Linked DNA regions of Mus musculus: all the other regions are linked to region 3. A link is a contact called in public HiChIP or PLAC-seq data. All regions are on one chromosome and are shown on one strand. The core of a region is the stretch at or near the end of the contact, and the rest is flanking DNA. Distances in the headings are between cores, read along the strand shown.

The links. HiChIP or PLAC-seq counts read pairs in DNA pulled down with a chosen protein or histone mark.
Region 1: a contact with region 3 is called in an H3K4me3 HiChIP or PLAC-seq map of bone marrow-derived macrophages, with 5 times the contacts expected there. The contact joins the promoter of Glrx2 here to the enhancer-like site in region 3. A contact is called at or near these places in 1 of 39 promoter capture datasets (liver) and 2 of 115 datasets of contacts at active chromatin or transcription factors (bone marrow-derived macrophages and large pre-B cells).
Region 2: a contact with region 3 is called in an H3K4me3 HiChIP or PLAC-seq map of the 230-238 cell line, with 9 times the contacts expected there. The contact joins the promoter of Cdc73 here to the enhancer-like site in region 3. A contact is called at or near these places in 1 of 39 promoter capture datasets (the C10 cell line) and 3 of 115 datasets of contacts at active chromatin or transcription factors (the 230-238 cell line and large pre-B cells).
Region 4: a contact with region 3 is called in a RAD21 HiChIP or PLAC-seq map of pro-B cells, with 4 times the contacts expected there. The contact joins the promoter of B3galt2 here to the enhancer-like site in region 3. A contact is called at or near these places in 7 of 39 promoter capture datasets (the C10 cell line, the HPC-7 cell line, cranial neural crest and 3 more), 1 of 15 datasets of contacts at CTCF or cohesin (pro-B cells), 3 of 484 Hi-C or Micro-C datasets (the C10 cell line, cerebral cortex and macrophages) and 3 of 115 datasets of contacts at active chromatin or transcription factors (astrocytes, bone marrow-derived dendritic cells and large pre-B cells).

The regions. Positions count from the first base shown.
Region 1 is chr1:143,737,870-143,741,103 of GRCm38.p6, reverse strand. It overlaps Glrx2 (glutaredoxin 2 (thioltransferase)), which reads right to left and starts at 1,536. Exons shown (of 4, transcript NM_001038592.1): 1 at 1,346-1,536. The coding sequence starts at 1,443. Gm46161 (a long non-coding RNA gene) reads left to right here and starts at 1,938. Exons shown (of 2, transcript XR_001779472.2): 1 at 1,938-2,104.
Region 2 is chr1:143,701,254-143,704,396 of GRCm38.p6, reverse strand. Cdc73 (cell division cycle 73, Paf1/RNA polymerase II complex component) reads left to right here and starts at 1,504. Exons shown (of 17, transcript NM_145991.2): 1 at 1,504-1,903. The coding sequence starts at 1,773.
Region 3 is chr1:142,892,563-142,895,900 of GRCm38.p6, reverse strand. No RefSeq gene overlaps it. Among named protein-coding and RNA genes, the nearest start is that of Gm35244, 450 kb to the left of the region's middle. Within about 2 kb of position 1,515, at least 46 of the 459 cell types and tissues checked have an H3K27ac peak or open chromatin away from gene starts, as enhancers often do. A contact at or near this core is called in the 230-238 cell line, bone marrow-derived dendritic cells, bone marrow-derived macrophages and 1 more, where this site is marked.
Region 4 is chr1:143,639,420-143,642,539 of GRCm38.p6, reverse strand. It overlaps B3galt2 (UDP-Gal:betaGlcNAc beta 1,3-galactosyltransferase, polypeptide 2), which reads right to left and starts at 1,843. Exons shown (of 2, transcript NM_020025.4): 1 at 1,198-1,843. All of the region lies in intron 10 of Cdc73 (cell division cycle 73, Paf1/RNA polymerase II complex component), which reads left to right.

The DNA.
Region 1 (3,234 bases), core at 287-2,786, 850 kb before region 3:
TGAATATCTGCTCTACTTGGTCACTCTGTACCACTTCAAATAAGCTTGCAACAAGCATCACCTTCCGTAACAACAAAGATGAGTTAGAGACAGGAATCATTGCAACTATCTGTGCTTTTTCCAGGTAGAGAGAGGGTAGGAGGGGGTAAGAAGCTTGGAAGACTGCTCCCTACTTTGTGGGAGGCAGCTTTGAGAAAAAAAAAAAAAAAAAATGCTAGCAGGGTTTGTGAAGTTCAAAGCAGTAGGAAAGTGCCAGATGGCTTTGGCCTGGAAGAACGCTGGATGGCATCAATCCAGTCTATTTGGGTTTTCAACGCTAAAAACAAAATCTCTAATCTAGCATTTACCACCTCCTTAAACCTATGTGGCATTTACGACGGGTGAGCTTTTCTAAGAAATTAAGAGGACCAGCCGGGTGTGGTGGCGCACGTCTTTAATCCCAGCACTCGGGAGGCAGAGGCAGGCGGATTTCTGAGTTCGAGGCCAGCCTGGTCTACAAAGTGAGCTCCAGGACAGCCAGGGCTATACAGAGAAACCCTGTCTCGAAAAACCAAAAAAAAAAAAAAAAAGACCAAAGAGGCATATTCCCTGCCAAAGAAAAAGCTCCAAAAAAAGCACCCCTACCTTTCTTAAGGCAGTCCCTTCGATTTCTGGTTTAGCTTTCCTATTAAGGAAAGGGGCAGGCACCGCATAAATGCCCAATGAAATACCTCAACACTGATAAAGCACCAACTAGTCGCGCTCCATTTATGAAACATCTACTAAGAGGTGGTAGGTGGGCAAAGCAGGATATACACCAGATATCTCCAATAGGAAACAGTCCTAATGATCTGGCAAATGGTTAACATCACGTGACCAGCGCTTTCAGAAAGTAAGTCTCCCTGGAAGACAGGGGAGTATAGGATGTTGAGACAGACGTCTTGACAGCTGCCTAGGCCAGGCCTGATTGGCCATCACTGGTATGCCAGCCCAGGGTTATGCTAAGGAAGGAAGCCAGGGAAAGCAATGCTCCCATCAAGCCAGAAACCACATCTACAGGATGCCAGAGTTACTAGCTGCAAAGCCTTGGGCATTTAAAAGCATGAGTCAAGTTCACATCCTGCGACAGGATAGCAAAGACTTACAATCAATCTAAGAACGATAATATAAGTTCAATATAAGTTCCCACAAGCAGGGGAGTCTCTTTTCAGGGCCATCCAGGTCTACGCTGAGTTAAAACCACATGCTGTATTTGTTAAGCTCAGACTAGGACGTCTGTTGTTTGTCCCCCAAGCCGGCTGGGTCCACACTAACACTACCGCAGGGATCCACAAGCCCCGCAGGCCCGGCCCGCCCCGCCGCGTACCCCGAGCCCGCAGCTCCAGCCGCGCCACGCCGCCCCGCCAAGATCCTCCCGCTCGCCACCAGCCGCCTCCCCACCGAAGCCGCGCGGCGCCAGGACATAGCCAAAGGTCCCCGGCAGCCTCCGGGAGAGCAGCAGGCGATCGCGACCACGACGATGGAAGCCCGCCCCTCCGGCGGCCTCGCTCCGCCCCATCGGGCTGTCCGCGCCGCCGCCGGGCTCGCCGCGCTTCCTGGCTCCCCCGTCTCCGCGCGCCCACGCGCCCGCGTGCCCGCGAGCCTGCAGGTTCGCATCCTCGGCGGTAGAGCGAGGCACTCACCTGCCTGCCGAGTTCTTCCGATCTCTACCGAGTTCTCCCGAGCTCCTCACGCCCGCATTCAGGATTAAGAAAGAGGCTTAGGGAGAGCCACAAGAAAAATTACTCGAGGCAGGGTGGTGGCCCGGTGTTTACCTGAGGGTGGTAGGTAGGTCAGTCACCACCTCTGGTCAGACAGGTTTAGGATGTGAAAGATGGACCGGACCGGAATGTCATCTTAAGATTAATTTATTGATCCGGAGTCCATAGGCAGGTTGAATTGTACTCAGAAAGTGAAAAACACAGGCGGTCCAATGTTTAACGTTCTTTCCGAAGAAAGCAAGGTGGTGTTTTTAAAATAAACTGAAATTAGGAAACGAATTAGCCCAGAGACAGTTCATCATGGCTTTAACAGCCATGGCTGCCGCAGCTCCTAATGACAAACCTATCCAAGCCTCTCAGTGACGGTAATAATAGCCCTTTGTACGTGTTTTCATAAGTTCAGGGGGATCCGCCCTTAGCTCTATACACTGAGGATACTGAAACTGAAAGCCAAGGTCTAATGGTGTATCTAAAACTATGAACAATCGTTGAAACTATCCATACCTTTTTTTTTTTTTTTTTTTTTTTAGTTTTTCGAGACAGGGTTTCTCTGTATAGTCCTGGCTGTCCTGGAACTCACTTTGTAGAGCAGGCTGGCCTCGAACTCAGAAATCCGCCTGCCTCTGCCTCCCCAGTGCTGGGATTAAAGGCGTGCGCCACCACGCCCGGCTTATCCATACCTTTCTTGAGCCTCCATGCTGAACCCAAACTTAAGATTCATGTTGCCAAGGTACAAAATTAGAACTTCTGTTTATGGTTGCTCTTTTTTTACTTCCCTTGGTCTGTATATCATCAAATCATAAAAGATTTTCATAATCATCAAGTTAATTGCAAAAACAAATCTCCCAGGGGCATAACATGTTTTTTTTTTCATAAAGCCCAAATTTACTTTGAAAATCAAAGTTTGCTATATAAAATAATTTTACCAAGAGATAGCGACTTAGGAAAGTTACTGTGGCTTTTGTTGTTTGTTTTGAAGTAGAACTTTTGAAGAACAATTTACCTCTGGCTCAATTAAGGGAAACAATGTAAACCCCTCCCTCTTTCTAGAGATACATTGTTTATCCCCATGCGTCTCAATTTTACAATCCTCCAGCACCATCTCTTAAATGCTGGGATACCATTCACTACCATGTCTTCTGCGCAATTTAATTTTAATATACTGTAAATGAGATTTGTAGTGAGCAGTTGCTCTTTTAAAAAACATCAGCATGCAAGTACTAACAACATTATGCCTGAGATAAGCATCATGCATTGAGCTAGACTGATACTTTCCGACTTAGCTTGTTTCCTGAGATAGCTATAAGAAGAATACTTTTTGTCCACACTTGGGATTGTAAGTAAGCAAGAGGGCGCAGGCAGTAAAAATCACCAACTTAACCACTCCATGGCTAGAAGGAAAATTTTGGGGGAATCAAACTGTCAAGGCTGTGTGTGTGTGTGTGTGTGTGTGTGTGTGTGTGTGGTGTCTGTCTGTCTGTCTGAGTAAGGTAAC
Region 2 (3,143 bases), core at 255-2,754, 810 kb before region 3:
AACCATGTATCTTACAACGTTGAGTTTAAGGATCATTAACCTTAAAAACATAAATTAATCAAAAAGAGAAATTGGTTGGAAATGATTTGTATATGAATTAAAATTCATAAAAACTATTGTTGACTCTCTTAACTCCATGAAACCTACCTATGCATTTATTACCCAGACTTTACTTGGAGCCTTTATCTTTTCACTTACTACAACATCGTTCTAGGAGCTGTCACTGTACCAAGTATAGTACATATGACCAATATATACTACATGTCATACAGTCGGTTCATCTCATGTCATACAGTCGGTTCATCTCCTAGGAGGTAGAGAAGCAAACAAAGGGGACAAGGAAATACTGGATGCTGTGATATAGGCATAAGTTCAGAGATGTGAAAGGGACAGACAAGCACAGTCAGTTCTTTATAACCTGCATTTGCAGTGAGGTTCTGAGACACATTGACGGGAGAAAGACATTTGTGGAGCAGACATTTTTTTAACCTCATACTTCTTTCTATACCCAAATTACACTTTGTCACACATAACAAAAGTCCCCCCCCCCAAAAAAAAACAGACCAAAGTATTTGTTTTTATAAGTAACAAAGTGTGCCTCCTTCTCACAAAGAGTGAAAAAGAAATATTAGGCTTGAAGTATATGTTTAAAGTACACAGGCCATGAATAGTATGCAGAATTGATTTCTAGGTTCCCATAATCATAAAGGCACCGGTAAGCCTTTTGAGTACCACTTAAAAGTCTGTTCGTCTGAAAAAGTGTTCTAATTCACAGCTTGAGGTTTCTGAAGGAGTATTTCTTCCATTCATAACCTGAAATCACTTGAGGCTTTTTTTGTGATTACCCGGGAGAAGCTGAGGGGATGGAAAAAGTTGTTTCCAAGGAAAGGAGGGGGACGAGTCAACAATGAATGGTCCTTCGTCGACGCGTTGGGATGCTTTCAGCTTTTTCTCTGATTAATTTTATTCTGTCTACCAATCAAACGATGTTAGGAGACCAGAGACTAACAAACGGGGCAAGAATTGTCCTCCACCTAACTCTTCTTTTCCTCTTTGCAAATACACCCCTTATTAAAATCCAGCCTAAACTTGAAAACGTCCACATTTCAAAGCTCCAGCTTTCCCTAGGAGCTGTTCCTGACCATGGGGACCTATGTCGCAGAGTGCGGTGGGGCTCCGATGCAGACAGAAAGGTAGTCCTGGGGTTCAAGGGAGGGAAGCGGAGCCTGGCGCAGGGAAAGTTTAAATCACCCGGCGGCGGCGCGCGCTCTGGGATTGAAAAGCGCGGAAGCGCCCAGCAGGTGCGCGCGCACCTGTCGCTCGCCCCGTGCGAGCCTTGAGACCGCACCGGGGCCCGGTTCCGCTAGGGCGCCGCACACGCGGAGCGCCGAGGCCCGCTCCCCGTTTCCCGAAGTCGGCGGCGCGCCCCGCGGGCGTCTGGGTGGCGCGTGTGCTCGGGCGGCCACGGCGCCCCCTGGCGGCGGCCCGCGGCCCCGGCGGAGCGTGGGTCAGTCAGGCGTTCTCCGCGGGCAGCCCGCGGCGGGGCCTTGCCTTATATAGCGCGGGGTCCTCGGCGGCCTGGGTGGCTTCTGCCCGTGCTGCTGTCGTAGACGCGGCCGGCTGTTGAGTGTGGCGGCTGTTGGTTCGCGGCGGCGGCGGCGGCGGCGGGGGGAAGAGGGCGAGGCGACGGGGGAAGGAGGCGGCAGGCGCGGCGGCGACGGCGGGGCCCGGGGCCCGCGGCGGCGGCGGCGGCAGCAGCGAGGGGGGCGAAGATGGCGGACGTGCTCAGCGTCCTGCGACAGTACAACATCCAGAAGAAGGAGATCGTGGTCAAGGGGGATGAAGTGATCTTCGGGGAGTTCTCCTGGCCCAAGAATGTGAAGACCAACTATGTAGTTTGGGGGTGAGTGCGGCGTGGCTGTGGCCTAGTGGTGGCGGGGCAGCATCGGGCGCCCCCGGGCGACCTCTTTCCCTAAAGCCCTCCTCCCTGTCCTCCTCGGAGTCCCTCAGGGATGAGAGGGGGGAGAAAAAAAAATGGGTGCTCTGGGGAAAAAGTTATTCTCTGGAGAAGAAGTTGTACTTTTAGGGCGAGGAGGGAAGAAGTGGAGCGGATTCTAGAGCGGTCAAGTCTTCTCTGTGTTGGAGAAGCCGAAGGGAAAGGTACCATGGGAGTTTCCGACTTGCCAGTTGGCGTGGAGTGTGTACAGGTTGTCCGCGCCGTGTGGGGCTGGTGCACGGCTACCTGGACGGAGGTGTAGAAGGACAGCGATCGATCGCAGCATCTGCCGGCCACCGAGTCGCTTTTTGTTCTTAGGTTTTTTTTTTTTTTGTAATCTCCCAGAGCCTGCCATGTGTTGCAACTGTCTTCTTTGGCTCCTCGAGCGCCTCGGCAATTTTCTTTTTTTTCTTTTTTCATAATAGGGGTAGGTTGATGTTATTCCTCAAGAGGGGTTGGGGGAGAAAAAAAAAAAGGAATAGACAGCTATCACTTAGAGTTAAGGGACGATTAGGAGAGTTTGGAAGTTTGCTGAAACAGTATTGGAGCTGAAAGCAGGACTTTGTTGGGGAGAAAGTTACCGGGGAAATGCAGTGAGACCGGGGGAAAAGCAGTGAGCTTTACATACGGGTCTGAGAAATTGATCCTGTGTGCTCTTCAGGAAGAGCCTTCAAAGGAAAAACAAAACAAAACCATTTGTGATTATTGTTCCATGGATGCCGTGGATGTAAGTCGTTCAGGAAATCACAGAGGGTCAAGTTGAAGAATCCTTTGAGTCCTCTGTAATGATGTTACTACTATTGATGCTTCTCTTTGATTACTAGAATGAGTCAGAATTTTGGTACCCATTTTGTTTGAATAACTTTGAACGATCAATTTAACACGAGAAAATCAATTTAAGATTTCTTTGGACTTACTGATTTCCTTTTTGAAATGTTGATTAAGTGATATTTTGAGTTTCCCATGTTTTACTCTTTCAAATAAATAACACAATTATTTTATTGGGTTTTGTTTGTTTGTTTGTTTGTTTTTTGAGACAGGGTTTCTCTGTGTAGCCCTGGCTGTCCTGGAACTCACTCTGTAGACCAGACTGGCTTCAAACTCAGAAATTCATCTGCCTCTACCTCCCAAGTGCTGGGATTAAAGG
Region 3 (3,338 bases), core at 266-2,765:
ATATGTTTATACTAGCAACTCTGTTTAGTTGCTCCTCTCCTCCATAGCACCCAGCTTTACTTTCATTGCTGAGACAGAACTCAGGTTAGCACTCTTCGTGTACCTGGGGCTTAGGAACTCTCTCTTGCTCGGTGGTCTTACCCTGCATTGTTCTTCTATCTCTATGTCATCATTGCCCTTTTCTTTACTGTGAGCAACTAACATTTTCTTTGTCTTATGGGGTCTTAAGAAAATTGGATAGTCACTCTGGACTCTTTGAATGCTCAGTACTAAGTATATTGTTTTTGTGTTAACACTATTGTTGAGAAAAAAATGATAAAAAGATTTCAAGAAAAGGTTTATTTTTTTCCTAATAATGAACATATCTTCATAGAGGTAGAATCAATTTTGAGTAAAGAAGAATGGAATTATTTAAAGAGAAATATAAATGACATGCCCAGTGGTAAATTAATTCAAGGGATAAACCACTGTCAGATAGGTTATTATGGGAAGATATCTTAAGGGAGATGCCAATATTTTTTTAGCTTATTTCCCATTGCACAAATGAATGTACAAGTTGCCTGATACCTCGACTAAAATAACTGAACCAGTGCTTGGCTCTCAGTGAAGGTCAGAGTGGCCTAAAAATAAATGCAGAGGTGATGAGTCAAGTTAGAAATCTAAATCAGTTACATGAAATGTCCAAGTGTAGCTATTATGTGCAATACAAAATTATAACTCATAAATTTTCCTCTGAGCTGTTTGTTACCTAAGCATTATCTGTTATCATCATTTTATGATGAGCCCTAGGGTTGAGGCCTAGATAGCTTAGTTTATGTGGACAAAAAGTAGTGGAGCAGAATTTGAATATTAGTATTGCCTTCTTATGTGTCTCTCTCGTTGAAACATGGAATTGGGGTTGGTGTTTGAGATTCACAATTCATGTGGAAACATACAAAATAGTTAAAACTCAGATTTTTAAACAAAAGATATTATTGCTCATTCATGAGACTGTGAAGATGTAGGCACTTGTGGATTCAGTGACTGGTGAGGTCATAGTCTATGTTTTCAAACTGGAAATTTAGTGTTTTCTCCTTTGAAAGGTGAATTGTGTTTTCATCTGTTGGCAGGACAAAGAAGGTCTAGGGCTGTGTGAAGTCACTCTGGAAAGATACTGATGTTTTTCATAGAGAAACACCCTCAGGAGCTGAAAAATTTCTAAGGCCCCACTTCTAATCTTATTTCACTAATTAGTAAATTTAAACATGAATTTTGCAGAAACATTAATGGTCAGAAGATAATAGAGGTTGAGGGATGGATTACCCCAAAGCATACTCAAAGTAGATGGAAAAACAAAATCTTGAAAATATTCCTTAAAAAATTGAAAAGTGGAAGGAAAGTAGAGACTCATAAGAAAGACACTTGGGGGAAGGAGGACTGTTCAGAAACAAAATGAATGGCCAGCACTCTAAGCTTGCTCAGTCAATGAGATGATGCCTGAAATAGTTAGCAATGAGGTTGGGCTCTCTGTGGCAACAGAACCAGCCCAGTAGCAGGAAGAGAAACCACAGTTCAATGAATTTCCAAAAGCAGAAGTGAGGAGGCAAGAAATTCTCTGAAATTTTACCACAAAGGAGAGAGAGAGCAAATGTTAAAGGGGAAATAAAATATCAAGAGCCTGCTTATGTATTTTAAGAGTAAGAAATGAGCAAATGCTGGGGCCATGGGGACATCTAAGGTGGAGAGGTTAAAAGTATTAAAGAGAAAACATGAAGCATGAACAGAAGCTTGCATGTGTAAGCGGTGAGATGCTTTAGGAGAGTGGAGCAGTACCGTATTTCTTACAAATCCTGCTACTTTACACAAAACAACCTTAGTATCTGAGGGAAAAAATCTACTCAACAAACTATTCACAAGTTAATCTCTAACATCTGAAAACCTACCTCTTTAGAATAGAGACTTTTTGTCTCTAAGTCTGTTTATTTCAGCAGCAAGTTTATAAGTTTTCCAAGATTATATAGCATGAATTTGAGTTCCACAGTTTCTATCTCAGGCCCTGAAGTACCTGTAATATTTGATCAGACCTAGTCTTGGTTCTCTAGACTTGACTTGGAATGAGTCAATTTCACATTCACCTATTCATTCCTGCCCTTTCTGAAATGGAAAGGCTAGTTATCAAGACTTGACATGCTAGATCCAAAAAATGTATCCACACATAATTTTTCCTATTCTGTAAATGCAAAGGTAGATTGTGTTTTTCAATATACAATTCAAAATGTGAAACAGTATTTGCCAAGGAGGGGCAGAGATCAGCTGAAAGTGGAAGTAGGAATATGCAAGTTAGGTCCTGGCTACACATGTTTATGGGGAAGACTTTTATGGGAACTACACCACTGTTCCATTTGCATGTATAGAACCATGGTGGGAGAAAGGTATTAAGAGAGAAGAAAGTGCAGATATTGCAAACTGCCTATTACTGACGAAAAATTTTCTCTATGGCAAAATGTGACTTGCTGACTTATCTTTACATTCAAGGTATAATCTAACTGTCTTATCAAACTTTGTTAGCACAGTGCTCTTGTTGGGACTTTTGTCTTGAGTCTGCAGAGAAAAAGGAAGTGGAGAACAGAAGATCATCGCCTGAATTGGTAGAATCATGGCCATGTTCTTGGCATAGGATGGAAAAGGAAGAAAGATGGGAGTAAGAGGCAGGACTAAAAAGAATGTGGAAGGAGTTAGAAAATAGTAATGACTTTGAATAGCACTAGACATTGGGGTCCCAACTAACTGATAATCAGCGCTCCCAGTTTCCTGTACGTTTGGCGAATATTTGGAATTACTGGACTGGAAAGAGAAGTGAGGATGTATTTCCCATAAGAGAACTATTCTGAGTCCAGTTTGAGAAATTGTAGTATATTTGTGTGGGCTATGGTATGGTTTCTTCACTGTGTAGGGAGTAGCAGAGAACTTGAAAACACAAGCTTACCTTCCTGAGTTATCTTGTAGGCTTAGCTGACAGAACACAGGCCCTAGTAAGGCTGTGTAATATATACTTTCAATTGCAAAAATGGAGCTTGAATGTTAAGTTTGAAAACAACAGAGTCACTGGTAGAGAAGTTTGTTCTGTATGTTTGGAACTTAGTTGAAATATTCTGTTGAATTATGTAAACATTAGAAATTGACCTTTCTGCCTCTGACTGCTTTTAATCTTTGCTATGTACCCTGCAGCTGTGTTGTGATATGGATTCAGAAATTTTGGAAAAAGTCTTTCTGTGTACCTAGTTGTCCTGATATTCCATTCCATCTAAACTTCAGCAGAGAGCAAGGTTTGTTGTTGTTGTTTTCTTATTTAAATCCAG
Region 4 (3,120 bases), core at 594-3,093, 750 kb before region 3:
GAGTCCCTGACCCCGAGCACTCTAACGTTGATTGTTCCCAGGGTAGTTTATTCTGTCCTGCAGACACATGTAGAGGCAGTAGGCAGGTCATTATCACATGTAAATAAAGCTTAGAAACCTACTGTGGATATTATTTGACCTTGTATTTGACCATTATTAATATGTGCTGTATATTAAGCTATTTTATGTTAGTTTTTTTTTTTCCATTTTTTATTAGGTATTTAACTCATTTACATTTCCAATGCTATACCAAAAGTCCCCCATATCCACCCACCCCCACTCCCCTGCCCACCCACTCCCCCTTTTTGGCCCTGGTATTCCCCTGTACTGGGGCATATAAAGTTTGCAAGTATGTTAGTTTTTTAATTTCACTTTTATAATTAACTCCAGGAACAGTCTTACACTTGATTATTTAGAATCACTCTGTTACTTAAAAACTCCCTGTTTCACCAATCTATTTAGAGCAACTATTGATCTCTCTTTGTTAAAGTTGTATTCATTGATACTGTAATAACATGTGACTGACTACTGTGGTGGTGTTATGCTTTGCATAAACTCACTAGCGTTTTAATCTGATGGCTAATGTTGTAACTTGTAGTATCTCCTTGTAGCTCAGTAACACTTAAAATTTGCTGATGTACTCCTGAATTGTTTCTATCTCTCTCTGAAGAGATAGATATTACAGAGAATATATTACTATGAACTAAGATTTTGTTTTGAAGAGATTTTCTAAAAATACCTCAAGATAATAAGATCATATTTATGCTATTTAATATAATTTTACCCCACTGTCTCTTGATAACCATTTTAAAGAAGGTGCTTTAATTTATTAGATAAGGAATCAATTTGACCTAATTTGCTAGAGAATTGCTGTTTTTTTAAAAAAAAGGCTAGAGAGCTCTTTTTTTTTTTCTTTTTAGTTTAATTTCTCAGACATTCTTTTCAGTAAATCTAGTTACTATTTGGTTTTCCTTGTAATGTTACAATCCTGCAGAATTACTCCCAGTTATTTAATTGAATAAAGCAACGACAGCTTGTCTAGTAGAAAAGGCAAATTTAAAATCGTGTATTTAGAAAGCCTTTCATAGTTTGAAGGGCAGTGGACTGTATGAACTTGTTTATCAAGTGTATCAGTGCCTGTATGGTTAGGAAATTAAAACACATTTAATGAACATCATACACAAGACAGCAACATACCTTTCTTTCTTGGTCAGACCATTAGATGGAGAGGATTATGTCTACTGAAAATACTTTTGGCACGCCATCACTTCAGCAAAAAACGATGCTATCGAACATGCGCACATCCCCCAACAGTCTGCCTCCTGTGATTGCTTTTCACAGTATCCAAAGTGTCCATCTGTCGGGGTGTCTTCAAGTTACCCTTCTTGTTCATATGTCTATATCTTATAGTCTTCAGAGATTTTTCCTTTCTTTCATTTTCTCTCTTTCACTAAACAAAAGAGCTGTAGCTGTCTGTTGTATTTGGTGCACAGTTGACTCTTTCCGACAGTTGATGCATTGAAGCTCTTTACATCTGCTGTATTCCCGGCTGGACAATGCAGTGCTGTATTCTCTTCTCAGTATCCATATTTCTAGTAATAGCGCTGAGCTGCAATGTTAAGCAGCAGAGCTGTGGTTTAGTGTTTCAGTTGCATTGGGGGAAAAAAAAAGGCTTTGCCTTTCTCCGTCGTGGTTGCCTGGCAGCTGCAGGAAGGATTTTTGAGCTGTTTTCCTGGGGTTTTGGTCTGTAATGTGAAATGCACCGTTCTTCCGTGCTGCACAGGCAGGCAGCAGTTTAAATGTGGGCTTGACAGATGCTGTCTCTGACAGAGCAGAATTTAACGTCACTGCTTGGCTGAGTCCCACGTGATTGTTTGCGTTCATTTTGACTAAAAACCCGAGGTAGGAGAAAGCTTAGAAATCTTCCTCTTATGTGACACATCATATTTATTCAGAACAAATACAAGCATTAGGATGAAATGGAGGTTATGGTTTTTTAATCTTTATTTGAACTTATGCACAGGCTTTCTAAATATTTCTGTGTTGGACGGTGGCTTTCATGTGTCTTAGAGACTTTTTTAGAGCAGAAGTAATAAAAGCTTTTACATGTAAGTTGGTGTAGTTTAACTCTTTCAGTGCATTCCTGCTCTTACAGTTTTTGTCTGATTGTTCTGATTTGCTAGTCTAGTTAAAACTCCTTCATTATCTATTGTCTATAACTTAGATTTCCTCCCCTGTTTTCTCCAGCTTATCTAAGTCAGCTGCCTGCACTTACTTCATGTTGCGATACTGCCTACTTTTTTGCTCTGTGCAGTTTTTAGTGTTCTTGAAAGTAGTAAATTTAATTTTAAATCACTTTCTTGTTATCAATATTAATTTTTTTTCATGTAAAATAATGTGTATCACAGAATTAAAAATGATATAGTACATAGAACACACATGAATAGATTTTCTTGAAGATTGGTGAGTAGTTCTGCAGGATTGGTTGCATTTTGACTAAAAACCTTAGGTAGAGACAACCTTGGAACTTTGCTTCTTATATAGAAAATAGTATGCTTATATAGATTGCAGATGTGTGTTTAAATAAGTATAGTGATGCGCTAGAGTCTGTTGCTTCTAATAATGTTTAATACTTTAGAAAATGGTTTAGTAAAATGCCATCAAACAGTTTTTTTTTTTTTCCCTTACATATTAGAGACTCTGAAATCCTTCTCTGGTATACTTAACTAAGTGCCTGGACATTTGGGCACCCCCCCCAACCCCCCCCAGGAGAGCACTCGGCAGGCATGTTTGTTACTTGTTTTTATGGCTATAACTAACAATTCCCCTCTGATATTCTAAAGACAGTAACTATATAGTTTTAGAGCTTATGCTATATATTTTAGGGATACGGACTTTATCCATTTTCACAGACCATGATATATTATTTCAGGTGAATAAAAATTACATTTCCTCTAATAGTATTCAATTACTCATCTTCATGTGTTAATTCCAGTGTGCTTTCTTGGTTTAGGTATACCCTATAACTGTCCTAGTTTGTGTCTTACTCCCCCTAGAAATGATAAGATGGTAAAAAAGAAGGAAAAAGAAAAGTATAAGGAGAAACTTAAAGCTTAGAAC